Regions from separate parts of the Mus musculus genome. Here regions 2, 3, 4 and 5 are each linked to region 1. The links are chromatin contacts, called in public HiCAR-type and promoter capture Hi-C maps. All regions are on one chromosome and are shown on one strand. The core of a region is the stretch at or near the end of the contact, and the rest is flanking DNA. Distances in the headings are between cores, read along the strand shown. Region 1 holds the start of Zzef1 (zinc finger, ZZ-type with EF hand domain 1). Region 2 holds the start of Nup88 (nucleoporin 88). Region 3 holds the start of Rap1gap2 (RAP1 GTPase activating protein 2). Region 4 holds the start of Mettl16 (methyltransferase like 16). Region 5 holds the start of Dhx33 (DEAH (Asp-Glu-Ala-His) box polypeptide 33).

Evidence for each region. Promoter capture Hi-C pulls out the DNA fragments that hold promoters and counts their contacts. HiCAR-type assays count read pairs that join an accessible place to other places. Capture Hi-C pulls out chosen DNA fragments and counts their contacts.
Region 2: a contact with region 1 is called in a promoter capture Hi-C map of liver, with 2.3 times the contacts expected there. The contact joins the promoter of Nup88 here to the promoter of Zzef1 in region 1. A contact is called at or near these places in 1 of 115 datasets of contacts at active chromatin or transcription factors (astrocytes) and 2 of 9 other capture datasets (adipose tissue and liver).
Region 3: a promoter capture Hi-C map of embryonic stem cells shows a contact between it and region 1, with 4 times the contacts expected there. The contact joins the promoter of Rap1gap2 here to the promoter of Zzef1 in region 1. A contact is called at or near these places in 4 of 39 promoter capture datasets (cranial neural crest, embryonic stem cells, frontonasal cranial neural crest and 1 more).
Region 4: a contact with region 1 is called in a HiCAR-type map of astrocytes, with 7 times the contacts expected there. The contact joins the promoter of Mettl16 here to the promoter of Zzef1 in region 1. A contact is called at or near these places in 2 of 39 promoter capture datasets (hippocampal neurons and liver), 1 of 115 datasets of contacts at active chromatin or transcription factors (astrocytes) and 1 of 9 other capture datasets (embryonic stem cells).
Region 5: a HiCAR-type map of astrocytes shows a contact between it and region 1, with 6 times the contacts expected there. The contact joins the promoter of Dhx33 here to the promoter of Zzef1 in region 1. A contact is called at or near these places in 4 of 39 promoter capture datasets (cranial neural crest, hippocampal neurons, liver and 1 more), 2 of 484 Hi-C or Micro-C datasets (CD4 T cells and muscle stem cells), 1 of 115 datasets of contacts at active chromatin or transcription factors (astrocytes) and 1 of 9 other capture datasets (adipose tissue).

Annotation. Positions count from the first base shown.
Region 1 is chr11:72,794,878-72,797,577 of GRCm38.p6, forward strand. Zzef1 (zinc finger, ZZ-type with EF hand domain 1) reads left to right here and starts at 1,349. Exons shown (of 55, transcript NM_001045536.2): 1 at 1,349-1,773. The coding sequence starts at 1,420. It overlaps Cyb5d2 (cytochrome b5 domain containing 2), which reads right to left and starts at 962. Exons shown (of 4, transcript NM_001024926.3): 1 at 636-962. The coding sequence starts at 885.
Region 2 is chr11:70,968,580-70,971,279 of GRCm38.p6, forward strand. Nup88 (nucleoporin 88) reads right to left here and starts at 1,394. Exons shown (of 17, transcript NM_172394.3): 1 at 1,070-1,394. The coding sequence starts at 1,372. It overlaps Rpain (RPA interacting protein), which reads left to right and starts at 1,620. Exons shown (of 7, transcript NM_027186.3): 1 at 1,620-2,008. The coding sequence starts at 1,928.
Region 3 is chr11:74,588,812-74,591,511 of GRCm38.p6, forward strand. Rap1gap2 (RAP1 GTPase activating protein 2) reads right to left here and starts at 1,375. Exons shown (of 25, transcript NM_001015046.3): 1 at 1,149-1,375.
Region 4 is chr11:74,769,455-74,772,154 of GRCm38.p6, forward strand. It overlaps Mettl16 (methyltransferase like 16), which reads left to right and starts at 1,409. Exons shown (of 10, transcript NM_026197.3): 1 at 1,409-1,530.
Region 5 is chr11:71,003,126-71,005,825 of GRCm38.p6, forward strand. It overlaps Dhx33 (DEAH (Asp-Glu-Ala-His) box polypeptide 33), which reads right to left and starts at 1,307. Exons shown (of 12, transcript NM_178367.4): 1 at 992-1,307. The coding sequence starts at 1,253.

The DNA.
Region 1 (2,700 bases), core at 99-2,598:
AATGTTCTTAGGAAGGCTAATATACCAAATTTTGTCAGAAGTTTTGTTTCGTGTTGTTTTAGAGCCAGCCTGGCCACAAATTCCTGGCTCAATGGATCTTTGTAGCTCAAGAGATCCTCCTGTCTCAGCCACTCCAGTTAAAACACCACTTCTGGTTTATTGTAGGTATTTTAATACTACAAAAGATACTTGCTTTCCTGTGCTCTAACTTCATTCCCCGCTTGATTCTCATTTTTTTTTTTTAAAGAAAAGCAGACAAGTGCATCTACTAGAATTAAAAAAGACTCAAATATTATATTAGGGGAAACGGAGGCGGGCGGAGGAAAGGTTATTTCGGGTCAGTCTAAAGAGCCTGAAAGCACGGTAGCTCTAGAGACCAGGTAGACTTCTGAGTGTAACCACTACCTAACAAGACACATCTTTCTCCGAATCAGTCACACAGTGCAGCAGACAGAGTCGGAGGGTACATAACTAGCACAGTTGCGTCCAAGCTGCAAACCAGGACCGTGTCCTTCCCACCGCAGCAGTCTGAGGAATGTGGGATGACGAGGCGCGGAGGAATAAATTACTGGACGAACGCAAGCCGTGGCTACGAGCCCACGCAGGAGGAAAAGGTGTGAGAGCCTCGCCGATACCTGCGAAGCCGCTATAGTGCGCCCCAGGCTCGTAGTGCCTCCTGCCAGAGGACACGTCGTAGACGCGGCCGAGCAGTGCCAAGTACAGGCCCGGGTCCCCTGGGCCGCCGCGATAGCGGGCTAGCTCCTCGGGAAGGAAGAGGCGAATACCAGGGCGGGGACCCCACCAGTCCATCAACCACACGGCCATGACAGCCACCGCCGCCACGGCCAGGCTCAGCACCACACCAAGCCCGCATATCCTCAGCATCTATACAGCAACACACCAGACACGCTTCGGAGGTAGCCACCTCTTAAGCCACCACTAAGACAGCAGAGACGCCGGCCGTGACGTCGGCAGCGCGACACTGACAGACTTCACAGCAAAGTTGACTCTTTTGCCCCCGACTCTTTCTTCTTTTCTTGTCCAGCCTAGATTCTGAACGTGAAGCGTGGAGCAGAAAAGGGGAACAGTACAGAGAAAAAACAAACAAACAAACAAACAAACAAAAAGTCCTGGCTTACAGTTTATCCGCCCTCAACAAAGATGGCGGCAGAGGCGGCTAGACGGATACGTTAACGGGTGGGTTCCCGGGCTTCATTAAGCTGTCGTGAGCAAATGGAATCCGCTTGACGGCTCCGTTGCGACATCAGGCCTCGCTCGACAGCCAGGAAGCCGGAAGTCACTGCCGCCGCTGTGGTCTCCACCCCGTCCCCGCCCGCCAGGAGCTGTCGGAGGTTGACAGGTCGTGGCTGGGAGGCGGCGGCGGCGGCGACACCTCCGAGCACCCAAGACGGAGACCCCATGGGGAACGCTCCGAGTAACAGCAGCGAAGACGAAGCGGCGGCCGCAGGGGGTGAGGGCTGGAGCCCACATCAAGATTGGGCTGCCGACTCTGGCACGACCCCCGGCCCCGGCCCTGCGGCCGCGGTGCTGCCTTCCGCCGCTGCACTCCTGGAACCCGCTCGGCTGCGAGAGGCAGCGGCTGCGTTGCGGCCCGCACCTCCCTGCGAATCCCTGGTGTCGAGGCACCACGGCGCGCTCTTGCGCTGGCTGGAAGAGCGGCTGGGCCGCGGTGAAGAGTCCGTCACCCTGGAGCAGTTCCGGGAGTTGCTGGAGGCTCGCGGCGCTGGATGTTCGGGCGAGCAGTTCGAGGAGGTCAGGGCTGGCTGGCTGGCTGGCTGGCGACAGCGGTGCGGGAGCAGGGTGGTCGCCAATAAGGTCCTGAAGAGGTGGGCGGTTGCTTTGCGGAGGCCAGCCAGGAAGCCATAGGGTCCTCGGGTTCTTAGAATGGAAGTATGGCGTTGTCCGAACTCTTTCGGAGTGCATCACTACGGAATTTTGCTACGTCTCTCGCCTTTACTAGAGGTGTGGAAAGTCCAGGCTACATTAGCTTTGTTCCGAAGAGAGGAGCAAGCCAAAAAAAAGTCTCTGCATGTGGTAGGCAGACATTTGTGCAGTTGACAGGCTTAGTTGCTTGCTGGACCTTATCAGAGTAAGACAATTACGAGAAAGGATGTGCAAAGATCAAGGGAGTGGCCATGAAAACCATTCTGTTTTACTGGCCTGTGCAGGAATCTTGTAGAGAACCATCTGAGTCTAATGTGGAAGGAGGGTAACATTACACTGAAAAGACTCATTCTGCAAGCCGTTCATGACTATAAAATACTAGGTTTTGTTTGGTTGGTTGTTTTTTGTTTGTTTGTTTTTTTTTAACAAGTATACACTGGATTTTAAATCATTGAAGAACTTGTTCCAGGCTCATTTGAAACCTTATCAAACCTAAAGTTGATAGGGAAGCGTTAGTTTTCTTGTACTTATGAAATTTCTCCTCATATCTCTACTGAACATTTTGGTTTATGGTTTGGAAAAAACTGACCCAGAGTTAGCCTATAAATCATTTCACTAGCAAAGTTGAGAGTATCTCACAAACCTCTTGATTCCCACCCCATTCCCTTAGGTCCCTATTATCCTGCTCCCTGAAGTCTTATTAATTCCACAATGTTAGGACAAAAGGTTTTTAATGAGTAAGCCATGTAAAATTGTCAGTCATTGATTGGTTAGTGTGTAAAGCAAGAAACCCAC
Region 2 (2,700 bases), core at 144-2,643, 1.8 Mb before region 1:
GTAATACCACAGGTCTTAAACATTCTAAACTTTCCCTGACATAACCCAGTAGGCGCTACTTGAGATTTTTCTTCTGTGTTCCTGGCCTCAAGCAGACTCTTGATACCCAGTAAATACATAAACTCGGAAGTATCAACAGATTACCATCTTATAACTGTACTGTAGAGAAAGGAAGAGCTTCAGGCCAAGTGTAAAGGTTCACGCCTTTATTCCCAGCACCAGATAAGGTGCAGGTGGCTCTGTTTGAGCTCCAGGTCACCCAAGGTCACAGGTAAGGCCCTAGATTACCTTCAAGCGCCTTGCAGCAAGCAGTACTGCTTCATCTACGTGGACTTAATATAAAAGAGTGATAGTTTAAGGGAGTTTCAATAATTTGTCATAGCATCATATAGCCTCAAAAATACTCTCACCCTGGTACTTCCTATTTCTTTTCTCATGACCATTTTAGATTTCTAATTTCTTTTTATTATTCGTAAATAATGATGAGACCATCAATATATTATTTACCTTAGTATGGAGAATTATACTAAGCCAAAAATCCTTTTAAATAAGGATTTCTTTTGAATATAATAATATTTCTAATTGCTTTTAAATCTGTAGGCCCATGTCTTTAAATGCCTGTTGTAGAACTGGGCAGTGGCAGCACATGGCTTAATCCTAGCTCTGATCAGGATCCTCCAGATCTCTGTTAATGAGGTCAGCCTGCTCTACAGAGTGCGTTCCAGAACAACCAGGGCTGTTAACCCTGTCTCAACAAACCCCTCCACCCCCACCGAAGCAAATCACAGATATTACGGAGCTTGTGCATGCTCTAGGTTTATGTCAGGTGCTGGACACACACACAGGCCTAGCCTCTGTTTTGGTGTTTATAAATGACTTAGACCCGTAATCTCAACACTCAGAGACTGGGGCAGGAGTTCCTGGCTAGCCTGGGCTACATAGTGATTCCAGACCAGATTGAGCTACAAAGCGGGGTCATTCCACTCGAAGTGGGGCGTTCCCAAAAGACGCCAGCCCAGGTCCGCCAACGAACCAAAAGGCTGATTGCTTTCACGATGGACCGGCGCACCTGATACTGGGAGAGAGGAGGCTCCACGCCACCACCGCTGGGGCCTCGAAGGCGAACCACCAAGAAGGCGCTGCCTTCTGCGTCCCACAGAAACAGTTCCCCTCCGAGGCCGAAGACCAGGTTTCTCGTCGGCAAATGCGGCGGCAGAGACGGGCACGAGGGTGAAGTCGAAGCCGCTGGCTTCTCCGCTTCGGCTGGACTCTGGTTTCTTACGCCCTCGCGGAGCCGCAAGAACACGACGTGGTTAGGAAGCCAGCTCTGCCACAGCTCCCCATCGCCCAAGGGCCCCACGGCAGCCGCCATCTTGAACTAACAGCTCAGGATTGAGGGGCGGGAGGAAACGAAGCCCGCTGCTGTGCGTAGCCAATCCGCGGCCAGCACTTCACAGCTTCAGCCTATCAAAGTGTAGGAATCTCGAGAAGTTGGCCCAATAAGAAAGAATCGCTAGAGGATAGACAGGGCCGCGGGTTGAAGCCAAGGTGGGCGGGGCGGGGCGGGGCGGAGTGGAGTGTAAGGATCGCTTTGGGGCTGCTGCTGGGCCAGTGAGGGGGTAGCGTTAAGGATGAGAGATGTGTGTCTGATTGTCTACTGGACAACTTCCTCTGGGTAAACCCAGAACTTTCTCTCAAGATTCACCTCCCTCAGCCCGGGTGGTGTTTACTTCTCAACTGTCACTGCTTCATCTATCCTCGGATTCCCCTAAATCTGTCACTGTGAGGGGATAGAAACTAGATACAATTCCAAGAAAGCCCGGCGGCCTGAAGTACAGACAGACTGCGCCGAGACTACAACTTCCAGAATCCTTTGCGCGCGGCTAAGGGGCGGTGATTTGGGCGCTGTTTCCCGCTAAGGGAGGAGATGGCAGAGTCCTCGGGGTCTCCGCACCGCTTGTTGTACAAGCAGGTGGGCTCGCCCCACTGGAAAGAAACTTTCAGGCAGGTGAGTGTGAAGTTTGGGTTGTCATCACTTCCCTAATCTTCCCAAGGACCTCTGTCCTCGGTGTGCTCGCTTCAGCACTGGTTGTGGAGCAGGTGCCCGGTGTGCCTGGCCAGCGAGGTGGATCTCTTGCTATAGGATTGGGTCCCGGCCGCCGCCCGGGCTGTTGGCCGGCGTAGGTGTTATGCTATCCTAGGATTCGACTTTGTTTCATATTTTAAGAGTCATGACAGCAGTAGCAACACCACCACCTAACGTTCGGTTACAGAGGGAAGCACTCCGTATGTATACGTCACGTGAGATAGAAGTTATTTCTCTCCTGAAGAACATCAGACACGGTTAGGAGAGTTGAACTTAAGCTCCGCCTTCTTCCGAACTCAAGTAGTTCCTTCTAAGAAGCAGCTTATCTCCCTGTTCAGCAGTCTCAAAAGGGTGGGTGTATTCCAGAAGAACCACCCAGAAAAACAATCTTCATGCTGAACATGTTGTGTGGAGTAGTGTTTCTCAACAGTGAGTGCTGACGTTTCGAAGGAGAACGTTCTATTATGGGAGGTGGTTCTGTACAATGTAGAACACTTAGATGCAGCAGCCTTGGTCTCTCCACCTACTAAATGGCACCAGTCAGTAGCAGTTCTTCAAGCAGAGCTGTGACAACCACTTGGGAACAAAAACTGTCCCGAGTTGGGGGTGGAGAG
Region 3 (2,700 bases), core at 125-2,624, 1.8 Mb after region 1:
GCTGGGCAGCCCAGAACCCTTGCTTAGAGGTAGGTGATGCACAACCTCTCCCAAGTCCTGAGGGAAATCACTGCCCAAGACCTCACAGGCCCTGAGTCACTCCCAGCCTCCAGGTAGCTGTGCAAGCTTTTCTGTTTATTCTTCGCCCACAGCAGGAGGAGCAGAGGGGATGAGAGCTTTCTTCACCAAGGGAAACTGAGACCTATGAGGCTCAAAGGATAGCATGCCCTGATACAGGTCCAGGACAATTCTAGTAATACCTTTAGAGGCGACCCTGATGGGAGCCATTCAGAGGCTGATCCATGAATTTCGAGCACAAACCCTGGTAACATGTAAATGCCCTTCAGATTCAGTAAGGGTGAAAGAAAGCTACAGCGGAAAGCAGTGTGCCCCTTACCAGCTCCCAAGTCAGACATAACAAGTATAGGCAAAACCAAAGTGCAATCTATAGAGTCCCTCTGTCCTGTAAACAGGACCCCCACCCTTGACTGTCACTGCCACACCCACCCAAGGCCTCTAGAAATGAGCATCAGGCTGCAAAGCTGGCCTTGCCCCGCAGGTCCATGAAAGTCTCTGGACCGATTACTCCAATTCTACTGCCTCTCCCTGGAACAGGCACAAGCTGGCTTGGGGACAGACAGGCTGGGGCTTCTGATCTTGCCAATAAAAACAAGTCCTCCCTCCCCAACCTAGCAGCCTAGCTTCAGCATCCTCTTGGGGTTCCTGGCTTCTTTCCTTTACTGCCACCTGTAAACACCCACGTCTGACCTCCATCTCGGTCAGCGTCTTTCACCAGACTCCAACAGGGAGCTGACCAACATCACATGCACACACACGCGCGCGCGAGCCCGCGCACACACACACACACACACACACACACACACACACACACGCCCCTCTTCATGGTGTGTATGCTGTGTCGCATCCGCGCACCCGGCAGGGATTTCTGTGGACTGTCACCCTACCTCCCAGTGAGCCCAACTGCTTGGTGCGATGGGCGCGCGGAGCTCACCGGGGCCATCAGTGCTTTGCCAACACACACATCCACTCTCACAGCATCCTCTCCAATTCCACGCTCAGTCACACCCAGGACTCGCGTCCAGATGCACGCCGGCTGTGAAATTACAACCTAGCCCAGAGCCACTGACCTTCCCACACTCCCGACGTGGACAGAATGTCAATAGTCAGTCCTGCCGGCTCACCCAACGCGCGCGCTGGTCGGCGCGGCGCCCACAGCTCTCCATCAGGACCGAGCCCCCTCCTCCTCAACGCGGGGTTCCCTCGCAGCCCGCCCAGCCGCGTGCACCGTCACCGCGGCGCGCACACGCGCACACCGGCCGGCACAAAGCTGCGCCCTGCCACCCGCCGGCGGCCGCTCGCACACCTGGCGGGCGCGCCCCCGGCCTACGGAGCGCGCACACGCAGTCTCTGCCCTAGTCCGCTAGATCCCGCACTCCCGTCCCTCGGGGCTTTTCGGAGCTGGGTCCCAGCGGCGCCCACCGCGCAGCAGCGGGAGACCGGGCTGGGTTTGGGATACGGCGGTACTAATCGTCGAACGCCCTGAGGGATGCTCGTGTCCGCGCTGTCAGGGTATTGCCCCGGGGCGGCTCCTCCTGAACAAAGGCGCAGGGTGGGGCAGGTCCTGGGGATCCCAGAGAATGAAGGGAGAAGCCCACCTGCCCGCAAAGGTTCCTGAATCATAGGGCGCACGACACTGGGGGACTGAGAAGCTGAAAGATTCCTGGATTCCTGGTGGGACTCTCCTGAAAGTGTGCTATTGGAACTTGGAAGTAGGAGATCAGGGACTGCCGAAAACCCTGACGCTGACCCCTGACTGGGACGCGACAACCTACAGCTTTGATTCATTCCCTCCGAAGACTCCATCCCATCTTCCACCAAACCAAAGATGCTCCTGAACTTGAAGATGTTGAGGGACCGATGTTCCAGACATTCTCCGTAACCCCCACAGCAGGCAGCCTCTGATGCGCCTCCATTAATGGGAAGCTCATTCCCTGGAGGCAGCACTCCGGCAGCTTAAGCCCGAAAACATCTTTTATTTGCACGGAAATCTTCCTCAGTCCTAACCGTTGGACATAGCTCATTCTGTTCTGGCCACGATGTTCTGCGTCTAGAACATACCTCACACTTACTGTTTTCTTTGCAGAGATATAGTCTTACATCGGTGTCCTGCGCTCCCCTCCCCTAGCTAACGCTCTCATCACCACGGTCTCTGTATGGCTGCCCCTTTGTGTGGTCCAAGACCTCTTTCCATGCAAGTCACTTATCTGCGTGCCCTATTTTAGACTTCTGAGCAATCTTATCGGCTTGACAAACTATCTCCATGTTTGCATACTGATGGTTGGCCTTTCACACTCCAGTGTGTGTCCTATGTCAGGCAGAACCCTTGCCTGGACCACTCTAACCCCAGAACCTGGCCCAGAGCACAGTCACAATGCTCAGTGTTAGAAGGAAGTAAGGAAGGCAGGGACGGTGGACAGACCACAGTCTGGATCCTGAAATGCTAAGTACCGGGCATTGGAGGTTCTGGCTTGGGATCCAGTAGGGGAAAGGAGCTGTCAAGTGCCCACGGAACCAACAGACAGACAGCTTTACAATAGAGAGAACATCTCCTTCCCTTTGGATCCTATCCTGAGCACTTGAACCCCAAGATTCCAGGGCTGGTCAGCAGAGACAGTTCAG
Region 4 (2,700 bases), core at 159-2,658, 2.0 Mb after region 1:
GCTTTGGCTTTTTGAGCAAGGTCTCATGTAGACCAGGGTGGCCTGGAACTTGATAGACAGTATAGGATGAACTCATACTCCAGCTTCAATATCCCAAATGCTTGGATTTACAGGCCTATAACACCATACTTAGGGTTAAATGAAGGAAAAATTGGGGGTAGGGCAATTGGGGGGGTATTAGCATAGCTAATAAAGTAGCCAAGGTCAGTGTGGTCTTGGTCCTGTTCTGCTTGGTCTGCAAGGTGGAGGGAAGCAACTGGGCTCCCTGAAGACAACTGTTCCTTCTGCAGCACATAGCTTCGTCTATGCAGGTAATTGCCCTCAGTGAGTACAGAGGAGGCATTCCCGTCCTTTGAGGCCTAGCATTGCTCTATAAAAGTATTTCTTGATCAGTCCTACTGTTCCAGGAATTCCAGGTGACTGACACAGACAATCTGAAAACACCCTTTGGCCAATCTGGAACAGAACATCGTACAAAACTGACAACGAAATGCCTATTGGTGGGGAGGCAGAGGCATTTCTGAGTTCAGATTTCTGAGTTCAAGGCCAGCCTGGTCTACAAAGTGAGTGCCAGGACAGCCAGGGCTACACAGAGAAACCCTGTCTCGAGCAAACAAACAAACAAACAAACGCACGCCAGGATTTTATCCTTTTGCTTCGTGAGTCCAGATTCAATGCTTTTTTTAGCCAAATCAGTTTCTTTAAAAAAAAAAAATAGAATTTAAAAAGAGGTTTACCTTTATGTGTATGGCTGTTTGCCTCCATGTTTGTGCACCACGTGCACGTGTGCCTTCCAGAGGGCACTTAGGGACTAGAGTTACAGCTGGTTTCGAGTCACCATATTGGGGCTGGGACTCGAACCTGGGTCTTTTGTTAGGGTAGCCATTTCCCCGTCCCCTATCCCACCCAAAACAGTTTCTAAGTACCAGTTATTTACCCATCTCACAGGTTTATCTGTAACTACTGTGTCATCACACAGATTTGCTGTGCACTTAAGTGTTAATTGCCATCAAACCCATCTAGCCTTCCTATTTCCTGTCCAAGACTAGATTTAGTACTATTTAGTAAGGCTGGGGAGAGCTGAAGAAAGCTACATTCAAAACAAAGGAAAACAAACGTTTACAACTTGGTGGGGTAGCCCATCCCTGTAATCCCAGCACCCAGAAAGGCCAGGGGAGGAGGGTAGTTCCAAGTTCCTGGCCGGGCTCCATCACATAGCTGCATGCCAGCGGACTAGTGAGGTCTTCTCCATCCGCTAACCTAAGAAGACTCCCGGCCGACCACACCCCCAAACCTGGGTGAAAACTCACCGCCGTCTCCAAGTATCGCGATAGTTCCTTCTTTCTTTAGGCTAAGTCAAAAGTCTCGCGAGAGTAGTCTGTCCAGTCACGGCGCGGATTGGCTGCGCAAGATGGCGGCGCGCTTGGAGCGTAGCATCTGCGTTTCCAGGAGCTTGGCTGTGTGAGTGGTGTGGGCTTGGTGATTGCGGGCCTGTCCGCACTCCGTCCGCCTGCTCCATTGGCCTGCGAGGTGCGTGGTTCAAAAATCTCTTATCCGGTTGCGCACAAGGATCGCCTAAGAAGCGGCTCACCTGCTTTTCTCCTCCGGTTCTCGGATCCTTGGGGGCTTACCGCTGGGTCAGAAGCCGGGGACCCGGGCGGGTGTGCGCGAAGGCCGGCGGTAGGTGGGAGGAGCTGGAGGAGAGATGGCCTCGTCCCTCGCCTAGGCCAATGCTTAGAGAGCGCTGAAACCCAGGGGAAGAAGGTGTGGATGAGCCGGGGAAGTGGCGGAGGAGAAGTCAAGTTTGTGAGGTGGGGGCGTGAAGAGAAAACGGAAGTGTTGGGGTCTAGGTGGGAGACATCTGTTGAGTTTTCTGTTCCTCCTAAAAACTTAAAAAAAACAAACCCACAAAACAGTTTGTAGGTGTAGGTGTTTTGCCAGCCTGGACGTCTGTGCAGCACGTGCACAGTGCAGGCAGAGGCCAGAAGAGGGTTGTGTCATGGCACTAGGTGAGCAGCCATACGGGTGCTGGGAATCGAGCCCTGGTCCTTTGGAAGACCAGCTGGTGCTCTTGAACGCTGGTCTGTCTCTATTGCCTCCATAGTTTGACATCATAAAAGCCAAATTTAGAGTATCCTATAAGCTTCAGTTTTAGAAGAAATGATGTGTGAAGAGATAAAGGCCAAGAGAAACCCAGGAAACATGAAGTTTTAAAGAGGAAAGAAGGCTGGCCTAGAGGTCTTTTGGGTTTTGGACTCGCTCCGATGAGCCTTTTTTTGTTATTGTTGAGACTCAACTGGGCTGCCCATTCAGAAAGAGAATGCTGTGTGTGTCTCACACAGATGGAAAGTATTTCATAGTTATTTCCTTTATTTTCTTTGGTGTTGATGACTGAGCCCAGGCCTTGCACGTGCTAGACACATGCTCTGTCACTCGGAGCTAGATCTCCTGGTGACTTCATATTCTTCCCAGTCAACCAACAGTTGAGTGCCTCCCCTTACAGGCCCTATTTTGAGTATTGGGGTACAGCAGGGAACAAATATGTTCCCTCATGAAGTTTACTGGTAGGGAAGGTTTTTTTTTTAATTAAAGCAAATGTGTGGGGAATGCCAAGTGAGTAAATTTCAAAGACAGAAGGTGGGCGGGAGGCTGGAGAGATGGCTCAGTGGTTAAGAGCACTGACTCTTCTTCCTGAGGTCC
Region 5 (2,700 bases), core at 57-2,556, 1.8 Mb before region 1:
CGTCTCCATCTCCCCAAAAGCCTACTTGAGGCTCTGGAACTTTTGTTTTCCTCAGAACTCTTGGATCTTCTCAAATGTGACTTCAAAAGAGACAGCCTTTCTCCTGTGCCAGGTGGGCTCTCCATAACTCCTGATGCCCGGCACTGCGCCCCCATCTCTGAAATTTCCTAAACTTTGATCCATTAGTTCTATCTATCTTCAGTGTCCTCTCTGCTCAGTTCGCCAAAATCTGTGACTATTTACAAGTGCCTCAGCTTCCCTTGGTTGGCCAAAGCAGAAACCTGTTTCCACTGCCTTCATTCTTTCACCTCCTAATTACTCCTCAGTCCAACGCCAGATCTGTTCTTAAAGTTATTTTGAAAAAATTCTTAGTGGGAGTTGCAATCAATACTACATATCCAACGTGCACTCCCACGCCCCACCATGTCTACATATTGTTATGGAACTTCCCTCCTTAGCACTCTATTCCACTGACTGCCAGTACTCCAGTCTCTTTCTCGCTTATGACATTCCTTCGGGAACTCCTCTATCGTCAATACTGTAGCAAAGCCACTAGAAGTCAGTCCCTGCCTTCGAACACTGCCAAGTTCTTCTCGTACACAAGAAATTGGTTCTCGCCAACTGAATTCTTTCTGGCGCCAGTCTCTCCGTCCTCGCTTAGAATGCCGGTCCCCAGGGACCCGCTCCGCAGCTGCCTCCTCAAAAGCCTTGGTGAGGCCCATCCTGCAAAGCTCTCTGAGAGCCTCCGATATGCTCCCCACGCCTCGTCACGGAAGGCGAATATCCTCAAACTCACAGAGCGCGGTCAGCGCCGGCAGGGTAACTCTGTCCGCCTCTTTCCAGAGGTCCCTGTCCACACCGGGCACTGAAACCCTTTCAAGTTTGTGGAAGAAACCAACGCAAAGAAAGTGAGAAGCCCCTAAGAAACCCCGCCCTCGTGCACAGAGCCAGGGATCTAGAGCAAGGAAGATCCACCAAAGCCGCCACTCACCGATGAGGACCGCGTTGTCCAGGTTTCGGAGCTGAGCCAATAGCTGCCCCCGCGCCCGGAAGATGGGCAGACTCCGGCGCTGCAGCTCCAGGGCCTCGCGGTAGGGACTGGCCGAAGGCTGGGCCAGCGGCGGCGTCTGCCTCCGGCCTCCTCCAGCTCCGCCGCCGCCGCCAGCCGTCAACAGCATCACTACTCGTCTCCCGGGAGGGCAGGAGCCCGGCCGGAATCTCTTAGCGGGCGGGAGGCTCGCCTCCTCCGGCATGTCGGGAGGACCGCGGCCGGAGGCAGGGACGCAGACAGTTCCGCTCGGCTGGGGACAGCAAGCGCGCACCGCCCCTTTCTCGCCACGTGCAGGCGTGCTGGGCGACCACCGATGACCTCACAGCCGCCTCCTGCCTTGAGGAAAGGAACTGCAATTCCCAGCATGCGCTGTGCATTTACATCCTGTGAGAGCAAGGTCGGAGGTGCGACCGAAAAAACGGCCCGAGTAACAACAGGGGACGATAGCTGTGTGGTTCCCTAGGGTCTTGTTGCGTAATGACGTTGTCCTAAACTCTCATTTCTATCCAATAAAAATGACTGTCCCATCTCGGGCTCCAACAATAGTCACGTTTTAAGGCAATTACTTATTTCTGTAAATCTAACGAGGAACACAAACATTTACTCTTCTAAACAATGTACGTTTTAAGGTACCCACTGGTAGCTCCGATTTATAAATGTAGAAAGTGAAATTTTCTGAGACTAAAGTCATTTCGGATGCTGCAAAGAATTTTGAAAATGCTACTAGTGAGTATCTTCAGTTACGGAAAGGTGAATTCTATGATTCTGATATCATGTAATTTCCCCACAAAGTGATAGGCTCAAAAAATACAAGCAGAAATAAAAAAGAAAATGAGTGGAACTAAAATTGCCTTAACTCACCTCCCAGTCATTCCTACTAGATTTTCAATCTTTACACAGCTTTTCAGCCCTATTGTATACACCTTAATCAGTGCGAGTATTCACTACTCCTGCAGAAAACTTGTACATAACCAGTTCTTCCTTCCTGTTCAATTACAAGCTCTTAGATGCTTTGCTAATTCAACACAGAAAGACAGGCACAGAGTGAATGGGTGGTTACCTTTGCTTTTTCATCTTTGGAGGGTGTGGGCGTTTTGTTTGGGAGTATGTTCCTGCACTACTTGCTTGCAATGCTCACATGGAGGTCAGAAGAGGGTGTTGGATTCCCTGGAATTGGAGTTACAGCCAGTTGAGCCTCCATGTGTTTGGAACCCGTAGGGTTCTCAGTGCCCTCGCTGTCCCCGATTGTGTTTCTTTTTTTTTTTTTTTTAAAGATTTATTTATTTATTTATTATATGTAAGTACACTGTAGCTGTCCTCAGACACTCCAGAAGAGGGAGTCAGATCTTATTGGTTGGATGGTTGTGAGCCACCATGTGGTTGCTGGGATTTGAACTTCCAACCTTTGGAAGAGCAGTCGGGTGCTCTTACCCACTGAGCCATCTCACCAGCCCCCGGATTGTGTTTCTTATACAGAATGTGGCGTTCTATAATTCTCAACTCATGTGAAGGCTATCCATCAAATTTGGTATGCAGACCTGTTTTTTTTTTGTTTGTTTTGTAAAAAAAAAAAAAAAAAAAAACCCAGATGTGAATCTGTCTGTTGTGGAATCCGGTATGGCCTGTGGCTTTGGTCCTGTTGAGATGCT